Regions from separate parts of the Danio rerio genome. Here region 2 is linked to region 1. A link is a contact called in public HiChIP or PLAC-seq data. All regions are on one chromosome and are shown on one strand. The core of a region is the stretch at or near the end of the contact, and the rest is flanking DNA. Distances in the headings are between cores, read along the strand shown.

The links. HiChIP or PLAC-seq counts read pairs in DNA pulled down with a chosen protein or histone mark.
Region 2: an H3K4me3 HiChIP or PLAC-seq map of gastrula embryo shows a contact between it and region 1, with 3 times the contacts expected there. The contact joins the promoter of homeza here to the promoter of chd8 in region 1. A contact is called at or near these places in 1 of 18 Hi-C or Micro-C datasets (hematopoietic stem cells) and 1 of 4 datasets of contacts at active chromatin or transcription factors (gastrula embryo).

Annotation. Positions count from the first base shown.
Region 1 is chr2:41,138,459-41,145,734 of GRCz12tu, reverse strand. It overlaps chd8 (chromodomain helicase DNA binding protein 8), which reads left to right and starts at 4,216. Exons shown (of 39, transcript NM_001347671.1): 1 at 4,216-4,291; 2 at 4,971-5,146; 3 at 5,926-6,962. The coding sequence starts at 6,021. cbln12 (cerebellin 12) reads left to right here. Exons shown (of 4, transcript NM_001243318.1): 4 at 1-339. The coding sequence ends at 193.
Region 2 is chr2:41,293,670-41,300,998 of GRCz12tu, reverse strand. It overlaps homeza (homeobox and leucine zipper encoding a), which reads right to left and starts at 5,604. Exons shown (of 2, transcript NM_001007120.2): 1 at 5,432-5,604; 2 at 484-3,281. The coding sequence starts at 3,252. The coding sequence ends at 1,300. It overlaps si:ch211-14a17.10, which reads left to right and starts at 5,696. Exons shown (of 46, transcript XM_021471259.3): 1 at 5,696-5,753. It overlaps dhrs1 (dehydrogenase/reductase (SDR family) member 1), which reads right to left. Exons shown (of 9, transcript NM_001002205.1): 9 at 7,231-7,329.

The DNA of each region.
Region 1 (7,276 bases), core at 2,967-5,466:
CTTGATGCTGAACGGATGGCCGATGATCTCTGCCTTTGCTGGAGACCAGGATGTGACACGAGAAGCTGCCACGAATGCTGGGCTTGTGATCATGGAAAGAGGAGACAAGGCTTACCTCAAGCTAGAAAGAGGAAACCTGATGGGAGGCTGGAAGTACTCAACCTTTTCAGGCTTCCTGGTCTTCCCCTTATAAAGGACAGCCATATGGTGAAGAGAAGAGCAGGGAAGTGAGAAGGAAAGAGAGATGCGTGCTCTTTGAAGATATATTTTATAAATCTTATTTGTTGTTTTGTTTAAACAGTTGTCAGAGCAGAGAAAATAAGAAGTTGCAAATAATTATATGATATTATTTATATTTAAAGATTTAAATTATTTATAATTATTTCTGAAGATTACTTGTAATATAGATATATACTGATATAAGTTTGGAAACATTAAGTTTTAAATAATTTTTTTAACTCCCCAAGAAATCAAAACCTACAATATGATTTTGTTTGCTCACGTTGCTAGTTTAGTGGTAATTCATGTGTGCATGTCATTAAGTAAAATAGCTTGCCCTTCTATACCTTAATTGAAATCTGAAAATGCACTTCCTGTATGTTTTCAGTTAAATTGTCAGATTACAAATATTTTAGCAAATGGGCATGGCTAACATACTTTACAATGCTGCTCCAGCTGTCAGTTTCGACAACAAACTGAAATTGAAAGGAGGAGGAGTCTGTTAGGTTGTAATAACTTTCCCCAAACCCTTTTCCTGATCTTCTGAATGAAATGTCTACTTTACTTTATCCATTCAGTTCGGAGTAGACAAACAAGCCACGCTCACTGTTGTGTCATTTAATATTCTGTTTATCTACGAGTTATGTCACAATACGAAGAAAACAATATGGTCAAAGCTTCCAGTTCTTGGGGTCTTTAAAGTTAATTCTGTTCATTGAGGCATTTATTTGATCTAAAATAAATAATAAAAGCCATATTGGGAACTACTATTTGAATGTAATGATCTTTCAGAAATCAGTTTAATATGCTAACTTGGTCATTTCATGTTAAATAAACTTGTTTTTTTTAACTGCAACAAATTACCATTTAAAAGTACCATATTAACACTGAAAATAGGAATTTCAAATATGACAGTAAAGGTATTTTTGCTGTTGCAACTCTTAAACATTATATCAAATAGATGCTGATATTTGGGACTTTTTCAAAAACAGAATTCCTGGAGGAGTAATCACTCTGTTTAGTAATTATTTTAATTAGTAATGCTGCTGAAAATGCAGTTATTTTAATGAATTTTTTATATTTATTTAAACATTAATTTCTAATTAAATACATTTGACTTAAAAAGCTTTTAAAAACATTAAAACACTTAACGTTTCCAAATTTTTCACCAGTATGATAATATAATTAAATATTATTCAGACAGATATGTGAAGAAATGTATTTATTAATTTGAATGTTTTTGAGTATTATATTTCAGACAGTATGTGTATAGTTAATCCAAAAACGATTACATAATAGGAAGATCCAATTGATCTGTCCTAATACTATATTTAACATGATAGGAAGACACAATTGAATGATCCCAATAATGTATTTAACATGATATTCCAATTTTTCATATAAAAAATCAGTTTATGAATTAACTTGTAATGTAATATATTAATAAAAAATCCTACTTGATGTGAATTTTTATTTCTTACGTTTGTCTATGCTTGCCTGCTTATGGAGCTATGTGTGTGTGTGTGTGTGTGTGTGTATTATAAAGCTTTAAAAAGAAAACTCATTAAATTGAATCTCTTAACTAAAAAAAATCTGCATCCCTCCTTATTCTGTGTACACTGAAATATGTCTTGTTCTCAACCTGTGGTAATTCTGTCAGCGAGGTGTTTTACCACTAACAGCAGCTGTTTGTAAATATAGATCTCAGCATCCGAGCTGGCAGGCTTGAGCAGGAATCATCACAGAAAGCAGCATAGGCATAATGGATAACGGATACGAACTACAGTGGCACCGGTCGAGCAAAGGCAGATGGAGTTTTTGGCAAGCAGACGTGCAAGTGTACACTGGACTCCTATGGACCATGCAGGGTGGGCTGTCAGAGTCAATAAGTTACGCTGCATTGGTTTAAAGACACACTTATTCACACATGCAGAACAAGCGAAGAAAGAGAACAGCAAAGATGAGGAGAAGAATGTGATAAGAAAACAGAAAGAAAGAATCACTTTTGGTTACTTTTTCTTAATTTTAGCAGTTATTTAATAATTGATCACTCTTATGTGGAAAAACTACTGTGACATTTTAAGAAAGTGGGAGAAACATAAAAGACTGCTGCTCATGATGGTTTAAATAAGTCATTTTATAATTTATTTAGATGTGAGTAATTTACCATTATTTCCCTTGCATATGTAATTCAGAAGTGCACTGCAAATTAATAAATAGTTTTTTATAAATAAATAATTTAAAAAATAATTTTAAAATATAATAGCATTAAAGGTATTTTAACAGTATATATTTATAGTAAATATTTATTTTCCATAAAGCCTGTTTGTTATGATTTCACATAACATAATTTATGTCAACATGTCATTTATCATTCATTTGCCCATCCAGTGCAGTGCAAATTTAGTTATTGCTTCATATATGTATTATTGTGTTATGTAATGCCTATAATATAAATATTTCTGACAAATTTTAGTATAGAGCCAGATCAGTATCAAAAATAAAATTTTTAGAAAATATAATTCATACGTCCACAACACAGTTTACATTTACAAAATCCAATTCGTCAATTTAAAACACGATTCAAAAATACATAAATCATATTTGTAAATGCAAAACACCATTCAAAAGTACACAAATCAAATTCGTAAATTCAAAGCACCATTCAAAAAATACACAAATTATATTCATAAATTGAAAACACAATTCGTAAATACACAAATCAGATTTATTAATTCAAAACACAATTTGTAAATACACAATGCCAATTCGTAAATTCCAAACACCAATTAAAAATTAATTGGTAGGAATTACCTTCCATACTGGAAGGGTATCCACTACATAAAACATGTGCTGGATAGGTTGGCGGTTCATTCTCCTGTGGTGACCCCTGATTAATAGAGGGACTAAGCTGAAAAGAAGACGAATAAATGAAGGAAGAAATGTATTTGTGAATAATTTCCTGTTTTAAAATGTGGAAGTACTGTTTGTTTTATGCATCAGCTGTATTTTGAAGCCATACTTTTTTTATTTAACAGCGAGAACCACAATGGAAACAAGCCCACGGCTTAATTGTGTTTTATCCTGGACAGTTTTTATTTAGTTATTATTATTATTATTTTATTTTTATATAGTTTTGGGATACTTATACAGCTTAACTAAAATCTGTCAAATAAAAATTTAATTCAATTAAAGAAAAAAACAATTCATAAATTCAAAACACGATTCATAATTTACACAAATCCAATTATTTGGTGAAAATGTTTATGATTTTCCACTTGTGAATTTATGAACTGTGTGTTGTATTTATTAATTGTGTTCTGGATTCAAAAATTGGACTTTGTAAATGTGTATTGTACTGCGCATGTATAAACTTCATTTTGTAAATATTATTATTTTTGAGACTGATCTGGCTCCATATTTCAGCAGCATTTTGCTTTTCGCTGGCATTTCATTTATACCTCTATTTACAATGTTTTCTAAATAGCAAAACCAAAAAAATTCTAACAAAACAGCCCCAAAACTGTCGCCTAAATTTATGAAGACATTTGTGTTCATAAACGACCTTTTCATTTAACACAATGCATCAATGTTTCATTTATTATCATCAAGCTTCATTTGGATACATAGCAAAAAAAACTAACAAAAGCTCTGTCAAAAAATTATATTTGCTCAACGTTTAAATGATTCGATATTATTTTTCCCTAAATAGCAATAAAAATAACTGAATCATCGCCATTTAATTCTAAGCAGCGAGCATCTCAAAACCCGGCGATAACAAGTAGGCCGCATTTAGCGCATCCTCAACCTAACTACCTGTACGACCGATACCCATTAATGTCTCCCGCCCTGTAATTCCGCACACCGGATTGATAGACAACTCGTTCCACCAATGAGACGTTTGTCTTTTGACAGCCCCTCTGCCAACCGACCAATCAGCGTACAGCAGATGAGATCGGGGCAGCGCGTTCGACCTAGCGCTGGCAAGAAGTTAGTTCCTGCTCTACGCTGGCCGTTTCCTGTAATCGTACAGTGTTGTGAGACGGAGAAAGCCATGTGTGTCGATGCAAAGGTAAATTTAGCACCCCGAAATTATTGCTGGGAAAGTTAGGGCAGTGGATGGCAGCGTTATTATGGCATATTTTAGTAGAAAATATGACCTAGCCAAGTCGAAACAGCTTTGCGGCCTTGTCCATGTCTGTTCGTAGTCGGGCTATGGTTTTTGTAGCACGTTGCCTTTGGTTTGGTCCGGTTTGTTGATGAGAGAGATTGAAAGAGAGTCCGAACGAGAGACTGAGATGTATTATGAATGATGGAGGCTTACTTATACACTTCAAATCGGCCGTGAGAGAACAACAAGACGATCGAGCACTTATTTAGCATTTATAGCAGTAGGATTCGCCATTGTGAACATTGATGGGGTTTGTCGAGTGTCTGGTTTAGGACTGTTGTTCCACATTGATGGCAAGGCAAGGAAGACAGAACTGCTTTATGTAATGTAAACGTCAAATATACGATTTGTAGATGATTTTGAAAAATAATGATTGGCAGAAAATACATATTTGCTCGTTTTCACTTTTTAAAACAACGTTGCGATGCATGCTAAGTGAGATACAAGTCAGTCAGACATGATGCCATGCGAAGTGATGGCAATGCCATTTAGCAGGATACAGCAACTGTGCCATTTGAATGTTTCAATTTAATACAATTCAATGTTTTTAATCTTTTTCATGGGTTCTTATCTTCTCCAGGGCATCAGTACACACATATATTGATGGATCTCTTAGTGTTCAGTCCAACCAGAGAACCGAAAAGTAACTCCAGAGAGTAGGAGAGGATAGAGGGGAGGAAGAGAGAGAGGCAGAAAGAGGGTGAACTGGTGGACTCTCTCTTTTCCTATTCCTCACTCCCTAATCACTGATTTCAGGTAAGTTTACCTGCTGTACTGGATACTTATTCATATGTAATGGTTAAAGTGTTATAATGTGTATGTAAATATGAGCTTGATGAAGGTGCTTGCAAAATGTATGGGTTTTAAAAATTTTAGTCTTTTCATGTTTCATTGACAAAAACATCTGTCATTCAAAACAAAAAGATTTTATTTGTAAGCATGTTTAAAAGCGGTTTATGTTGTTTTGCAGTTTTCTATTATATTGTTTAACATTTTAATTGTCATGGAAGCTGGCATGAAATTAAAACGCCAACCAACCAGCTGTCTGTCAAATGCTTAAAACTAAATAAAAGTATGTATCTTATAAGTATTCTTACCTGCCATGCGGGAGGGGGGTATCACATTGGGAAGCACTTTCACCTCACAGCAAGAAGGTCGCCGGTTTGATCCCCGTTTTTGTGTGGGTTTTCTCTGGGTGCTCTGGTTTCCCCCAGTCCAAAGACATGCGCTATGGGTGACTTGGAGAGAGAGAGAGAGAGAGAGAGAGAGAGAGAGAGAGTGTGTGAGAGTGAGTGTATGGGTGTTTCCAAGTGATGGGTTGCAGCTGAAAAGTATGTATAAAACATATTCTAGATAAGTTGGCGGTTCAACCCGCTGTGGCAACCCCTGATTAGTTAAGGGACTAAGCTGAAAAGAAAATCAATGTATCATATAAATATATCTATTAAAAAAGTTTTGGGGGTTATTTTGTATATACTGATGCATAAATGTAACAATAATATAATAAATATATTGTTTTATTTTTAATTTGGCAGCACACCTGCAGGATCCTTTCGGACTTGTTGGATGTTTTTGTACCGACACTGGATATCACTCTTTCTTTGCTTTTTTTCACAAACTTTTTGACAAGATGGCAGACCCTATTATGGACCTCTTTGATGACACACCACTGTTCAATTTGGACTCCCTGCCGGAGGATGCGTTCTCCCAGGGTTCCTCAGACCCAGTAGAGGAGGCGCTGAAGTTGGCATTGGGCCAAGTAGACCCTCCTACAGACCCCATACCTGACCCTGGTGTTCCTATTCTGAGTGACGTGGTCACAGATCCAGCTCTAATCCCAACTCCTGTCTCTGTTCCACTGCAAAACCTTCAAACTCAGCAGCTCAGCCAGATCCCCCATGAGGTCTCTGTTGCCTCTGCTCCCATTTCCATTCAGCCCTCCCTCTCGGTGGCCAGTAACAGCAGTGGTGCTGCAACAGTCTTGCTGAGCTCTTCTCTTGGTGTACCTGTGTCAGGGGCTCAAGTCACCCCTCAGCAGCAGACTCAGCAAATCACTGCTGTTACGCAACAGGCAGCGGGACAGCACGCCCCAAAAATTGTCATTCTGAAAGGCCCGCAGGGTCAGACTCAAGTGCTGCAGGGTGTCACAGGAGCCACGGGCTCTCCAGGGAAAGTCACCCTCGCTAGAGTTCTGACAGGGACCCCTCTTAGGCCCGGCATGGCAGTTGTTTCTGGAGGGACGGTATTAAATGCGACATCTCCTGCGCAGGGGCAGGTCAAAGTTGGCACTGGAGTACAAAGGCTGGTTCAAACTGCAAATGGCCCAATGAAACAGGTGTTACTGACCTCAGTGCCCCAGACGCAATCGCAGGTGCAGACACAGCCTGTCCAGGTGCAAATACCTGTGCAGACACAGCTGCAGTCACCATCGCAGCCGCAACAGCTTCAGGCGCAGATCCAGGCTCAGACACAGGTGGCATTACAAACACAAGCCCAAACGCAGACTCCTACTTCTCCGGCAGCAGCAGGCATCCGACCTCAAAGTGTCACACTTTCTGCAGTACCACAGCAGGTCAGATTTTAACTTGAATTATCATCATACAGACTAAAACCTGAATAAACCACTCTAATAAATGATGTAAACAACTTTTAAAACCACTTTAATAAATTATAGGGAAAATCTGATATTTGACATCTGATATCTGACACTTACATTTTTGCTTTAACTATTCAATCTAAGTATTCAATCTAAAGTAAAGTGCAAAAATAAAGGTGCATGAAAAGCTACATAGACATTTTATATTAACAAAAAATAAAAGCACAACAGAATATATAAACAGAACACTTAAGAATAACACCTAATGTCAAATATTGATAAACTGTTAA
Region 2 (7,329 bases), core at 4,355-6,854, 150 kb before region 1:
TAGTTTGGTCCCTTTTAAAGTATGAGTTGGTCACAGTACTGAGGCATAATTCTATAAACTTACAATTTGTTATACCAGAAGAAACATAGAACATATAATCAATATGCTTGTGTTTGTGTTGTTAAAAGAAATGCTAATTTTAGAAATTGTAATCTAATTAAATTCTTAGCTTAATACTGAATAGCCCAAATAAGGGGTGTCCAAACTCGGTCCTGGAGGGCAGGTGTCCTGCAAAGTTTTTTTCCAACCCCAATTAGAGACACCTGGTCTAGCTCATCAAGCTCTTATTGTGCTTTCTAAAAACATCCATGCAGGTGTGTTGAGGCAAATTGGAGCTAAAATCTGCAGGACCAAGTTTGAACATCCCTGCCCTAAATGATTTAGAGTTCAAGTCATATCATACACCATTTTCCTAATGGAGTGTGGTTCATTTGGCACATTTAATCATTGTTAAGAGGTTAACCAGACAAATGCAACAGTGGGTCAAACTTAATTAGTCATTTTATTCCAATGCATTGTTTCGACTGCCTGAAATTTGCAGACAATAAGGCACAAGATTTTACAAAAACCATGGCTTTTGTTGTCTTTTCCCTGGATACTGAGCAGATCTGTAGTGGAGGAGGGATGTCTTCGAATTGAAATGCTTTTTCATTATGAAGTAGCAGAATTAGAGAAATTGATCCATATAACTCCTAAGTGCGGAATAATAAAGAAAGATAATGGGGCAGGTTTTACATATCCTAAATTAAGGTTAATTATTTTGAGAGATTATCAATATACAGTGCCATATGAATCTTCTAAGATTTAAAAAAAAAAAATTGACAAAAACAATCTTGCATTGCTACTGGTCCAAACAACTACACTACAGTACCTAATAGATAACCAAGCCAAAGTTACTGAAAAAAAAAAGAAAAAAGTCCGAGGATAACATCAGTTCTAAGCAGCAGCAGTTAAGGCTCTAAACAATAATACCATTAACACAATGAAAGGAATTAGAGGAACAGCCAGTGTAAATATGACTCCAACAGATTCACAATACTTAGTAATTAATGTGGTTGAACAGTTTACAACGACCAAAAGTACATTTTGAATTATCAATATCGTTGGTTGAACAAGTTAACAAAAGTAACAAAATATTTAATAGGTATTAAAGAAAATACTTCACATGCTAGTTTTTTAACAAAAAACAGTATTGTATGAAGATAATTTATACTGTGTCTTCAAAACAACCTTGCCTGATTACAGGACCCACAGCAGATTAACAGACATGAGCACAAAGAGTTTTATCTTTTATATTAATCAATCAGCAACAGTGAGCTCTGTGTCCAGTGTTGTACTGTCTTTAGATGCAAACCAGTCTCGCACCTGTTGGTAACTCATTTTTGACTTTCGGCAGAGATTGTCAAGGTCTTTCTCTTGCAGTGGTCCTGTCTGTCGAAAATATAGCTCTAATGGACTCACATCTACAGAATCTGCAGCAGACTTTTGTGTTTTTGGTGTGCCGTTCCCTTGTGACTTACGTTTCCTGTTGCCTTCACTTCCTGGGGTTCCACTGCCATCGGCAGCTCCACTTTGTAACATTGCTATCTCAGCAAGCACTTGCTCACGTACGTCAGCATGCACCCAACGTACATGGCCATTTTTTACAGCGTAACGAGTGTCCCCAAACCACTGGATAACATCAGCACGAGGCAAAGATGTTAGTTCCACTACCTCTGTGTATTCGCCACTTTTTGGCCATGGGCAGTGCTGGAAGTACTCCTTCAGGATGGTCAGTTGCTCCTTTGTTTTCCTTGGTCGTCCAGCCACTGTTAATACTGAAGAAGGAGACGAGTTGTCTGGGAGGTTTAAGGAGGTATTCAAAGAGTTTGCTTTGCGTGCAGATTTTGATGACCTGGCTGTGTGTTTCTTGGATGGGGTGATGGACGGAGGAGAGGAGGAGGAAGTGGGTGCTGCTGGCTCTGGTGTTGCCACACAACGTCCTTCACTTTCCTGTTCACTTGCAACTTCATCATTGTTCTGCGTCTCACTTTCTTCTGAACATTTCTCCTCATCCACTCTTATTGTTCCTTCTTCAAATGACTCAAGTGTGTTAGACAGGAAAAGCTGGAAAAACTGGGAGGTCTTTGGCCGATTCCTTCGCGATCCTTTAACACAAGTCTTTTCCTTGCCTTTGTTGTCAACATGCTGCGTAGTTTGCTTTTTAGTAGTGAGAGAAAGTGGCTGAGCCTCCTGAGACTGTGGTGACAGGCTGCAGTTGGGATCATCTTTTTCTCCTTGAGTAGCAGGGAGGGACATTTGCAACCCCCTACCCATCCGTAGCTGGTAGCGACTGTCACTAAACCATTTTCGAATCTCATTACGAGTTAGGCTTGTCTCATCTTGTAAGCGCTGAAGCTCAGTCTCATCAGGCCAGTTCTCCTGTAGAAAACTCTTACGCAGAGCAGTTAACTGGGCTTTGGACTTTTTGTAGCGGCTATGCCGTGGCTGCTCAGATACAACTGGAGACTCTGTAGCTGTAGGGGGGGTAGCTGCTTGAGACGTCTCTGGTATTTCTACTGGTTGTCGGTAGTAGTATGAATCCTGAGGTGGAGGGAGGGATGAACGGAAACGTGAGGGAGCAGGAGAGAGCTTTGCTGGTTCTGTACTTTCAGTTTTAGGTCTTTTGCGAGGCATTTGTGGACTTTGTGCTAGATCTTCTACCTCTGTAAAATCCTTACTATCATTTTTCCTCTTAGTACTGCTCTCTTTATGTTCAGTCTCAGTTTTTTGCTCTGGCCTGGCCAGCTTGAGCCGTGTCTCTTCAATGTCCTCTGAAGCCCAGCTGATTCCATACTTGATGCGTTGCACCATGAACCACACTTTGACTTTATCTAATGGAAGAGTGCACACACGTGCAAGAGTGCTGACCTCTTGAGATGTTGGGTAGGGAAAGATGTTAAAGGCCTGAACAAGTTCAGGAATGCTATCCAGCTCACGTGTTTGATCAGACTGTGTCCACACTAGCTTCAGTCCTTCAGACACCAAAGGAAGACATACTACAGAGTTATTGTTAGTGCTAAAGCTTGCTGCGGTGGTGCCATTGCTCTCTCTTGGTCTGTGATTGGAGGCACTTGCATGTTCTTTTCTATCGGAATTGTGTTGGTATGGTGATTTTTGCTGCTTTGAGCTGGTGAAGGTTCCATCTTGCCTTTTTACTGCCACCCCTCTTGGAGAGATAATTTTCAGGTCATGGACACTGTGCGTCGCCATCAGAGATGTCACACCTCTATTGCCACAGACTGAAAAAATGAAAAAGAAAACACAGACGTTAAAATCAAGCAACTGAAGGATTTTTTCAAAGATGTGTCTTAAAAACTGTGAATGCTAATCAGTTCAGCAAATTAGACAAATGAACAATAAAATAATTTAAGGCCCAAGCTGTGAAAAGTGCATTTGCCCTCATGAGCAGCATCAAAATTATGACATGTACATCATGCCATTAAAAAAAAAAATTGGCTTTTGGACAGTTGTTTTTTGGTAACCGTTAAAATCCTGTTCGTTGTTTGTAAGCCGGATTTGCAAGGGGTGAAGAGGTTGGAATGCTGGGGGTTGGTCGACTGTTGCTGGCTGATGGGTAAACGGGTGGGGTTCCGTCCAGTTTTGACTGGTCGAATCTACAACAGATTTTTTCTGCTCACTTTCAAGATGCCTTAAACATTAGTGCTGGACTTCTGACAATATTGATGCCTATCCGGGAACTCACAATGACTCATGCATGACTTTCAAGGAACGCTGTTCATCAAACTCCCTGAAAGTCATTAAACTGGGACTTTACGGTCAACTCTATAGTCCAGCCATTGACTTTCCTCTCTAAAGTTGAAAGAAGGACAGATGTCACCCCTTCCCCCTGCCCGTTCTCTTCCACACATTAGCCTTTTATTAAAGCCTGTCGTATACTCTACACCAATGCACACCCAACCCCCACTTTGGTGGACTTGGGCAAAAAAAGATGGGGGGCCCTGCCCTTCACAACTCCCTTGCCCCTTTCCAGAGCACGTAATGGTCCACTTCCCCCGTTTGCTTAACTCACTAGAACCATGTAGAGTTCGTTTAACCTTCCAACAGATGGCCAAGAGATAGTAAGCGTCTCAGTTAAAAAAAGGCAACAAAAGTTAGTGCAATTTGTCGAGCTCATTTGTTTGCCAGTTCTGCAGTTTGTCTACAGAACACATTACAATCTTCAATGCAGACGTACATCATCTCATACTGAGCATGTGTTTAACATTACATTTTTTTTGTTATAACTTTAAAATCTAATTGTCATTACATTTCTTGTACTTACTAGAACACCTTAACTCCTTATAGTTATCAATTTGTAAATCAATGACAGTGTCTTGAATTTTAGCTTGTTCAAGCAGCATCCTGTGACTTCAATGAGTCTAAAACGGAGCTGAACTGTGAACCACAGAAACAAACTTTGCCAATAGTCTACGCAAGCATAGTCTTAGGCAATCCTGCTTGGAAAGGCTTTGCCAATATTAGGCAATTTACCACTACAAGCAACGAGTAGGCCAGTCATCTTCAAAACAAGTTAGAGGTGAACTTGACAGGACAAATTCCCGACCGCCTGTGGTGAGCTCATTTATCAGATGATGACTTGGAACAACATGGAATGACTCGACTATGCGTAAAGTCCCTTAAAGATAGGGAAGCTTTGGTCACCATGTTGTTTACTAGTCCTATCATTTATATTTAAGTGTGTAATTAACAAATTATTTATCTTGTGAAAATATTGTGATAATTCTATTATTCATGACTTCTGTTATACAAATGTTTAATCATTCATAATTAATTGTAATTTAATTTCAGACATAAACGTACTTTCATTCCTATACACTCTGAGAAATCCATAAATCCAGTTTTCTCCCTAAAAAACTTGGTTAAAACTAGTTTGAAATTACGTCAGTGCCCGATGTTTGTACGTGGCCTCTGTTATAATCAGCTTATGTGGGGAACTTTTGACGCAGGTCGTAGGATGTGAGATGAGGTCATTACTGTGCGTGTTCATCCAACAAACAGTAAGCAGGTGTAAGAGCCATTATAAGCGAATGAATGAATGATAAACAAGGGGTTAAGCCAAAACAATTCTTATAAACGACCCCTTTTGTGGCGCAGGATCCGCTCACGCTTCAGTAACGCACATAAACAAACTCCCGTTGTCCCACTTTAACCGCACGTTCCCGTTGAATCTCGTTAATTTACACACGTTCCCCATTCAAACAAACGCTTCAAATAACGTAAACACGATGCGAAGCACGACATTATAGTCTGACCCCTCGCGTGGCTTTCAGGACCAAAATAACAAGCTTCGAGAGCATTTAACCCGTCCTGGCTCCTCTTTAAAAACTTCTCGAGTGTAAACTACAGCAGTTCGCGTGAAACAACTCACCGCTTGAATTTCTCTCAGGGTTGTTTGTGGAGACGCCACTTCAGCTGGTCTGTATTCTCCGTTGTCGCTTTTGTTCTGGAAATCCCAAAGTGTTTTTCGCCTGTCCGGTCAGACCGAGGCTAGACGGAGAGGATCAGGAAACTCTCGGACCAGCCCCCTCTTTCTCGTGCAATGACTGTGCCGTGGACGTGCAGGTCCAATCCGGGAAGGAGAGGGATGGGAGGAGGAGCACAGCTGAAACTTGGCCCCGTGAATGCACTTCCCATCTGGGATGTGATTACCATAAGAATTGTGCCACATGATAAGTTTTAGGAGTCTCCAGGTAAGGATGATTGAATATCATTATTCTTTGAATAGAGGTGTAAGAGATAGTTTGACGAGTACCTTTCAGTTCAGGAAAGGTAAAGCATTTATTCCACAAATAAACATCAACAACAACAAAAACGTTAAAACCAAAATAAATAATTGATGTTAAGTTACTCTACCTCAGGCAATACTAAGGTGACTTTTGTCTTTGATTCGATTAAATGGTTAAAGGGACAGTTCACCAAGGAAATAAGAATTTCCTTATAGATTCTAACACTCTAAACTTTTATGAATTTCTTTCCTCTGTTAAACATTTATTCATTCTTTTTTGTTGTTGTTGTTGTTCAGCTTAGTCCCTTTATTAATCTCGGGTTCACACAGCGGAATGAACTGCTAACTTCTCCAGCATATGTTTTATGCAGCAAATGCACTTCCAGCCACAACCCAACACTGGCAAACTCCCATACACTCTTGCATGCACACATACACTACGGCCAATTTAGCTTATTTAATTTACCTATAGCGCATGTCTTTGGACTGTGAGAAAACCAGAGCACCTGGAGGAAACCCACGTGAACATGGGGAGAACATGCAAATTCCACACAGAAATTCCAACTGAGCCAGCCAGGGCTCAAACCTGCAACCTTCTTGCTGTGAGACGATCTATTGTGCTACTCATTGTGCCACTGTGACGCTCTGTTGAACATAAAACAATATATTCTGAAGAATGGTGGAAACTAGCAGCCATTGGCATCCACATGAACAAAATATTTAATAAATACTTTAGATATTGTGCTACAATGGCTACAGCTTTCCATTATTCTTTAAAATATCTTCCTTTGTGCTTTACAGAAGAAATAAACTCAAACAGTTTTGGAATAAGTGGAGGGTGACCAAATGATCATAGGATTTTCATTTTTGGGTTAACTATCCCTTTGATAAGGTTTTTAAATGAAACAAATGAATGATTTATAAAATATCAGTCAACAGCTACCGAAATTGTGAGATTCAAACGTATAGAAGCAAATAAAACTTACACTAATACTGTAGCTACTGATTATTAGATTGAGGACTAGCAAGGTGATTTAATAATTTGAACATTATTTGCAACATTATTACATTTCATTAGCAGCAAATGGTCCTAAGCATTTAATTGAATTTTGTAAACTAAAATGGTTTGTTTACAATGAAGAGGGAACTGCATGTGTTGTTTTGCTCACCCTAATGGTATGCTGTAGTGCTTAAACTAGTGCAGCATATAAATTGCTAAAATCTTCTTTAGTGTTCTACTGAAGAAAAAAGTCACCTACATTCTTAGGAGTGATAAAATTGTATTTGATTTTGGATGACCTACACCTATAACTGTAGATAAAAGTCCTGATTAACTTGATTGCGTTTATTTTGGCTGCATTTTTATATGAGCAACTTCTAACTAAGCGTTTTTTTGTGCTTATGATCAGCTTACAGTCTTTATCCAATTTATTACATGTCTGTTAACCAATGCACATAAAAGATTTATTTGAAACACAAAAAAAAAGACCAATAAAATGTTATGAGTTTATTGCAATAACTTGTTTGGCAAGTACACATTT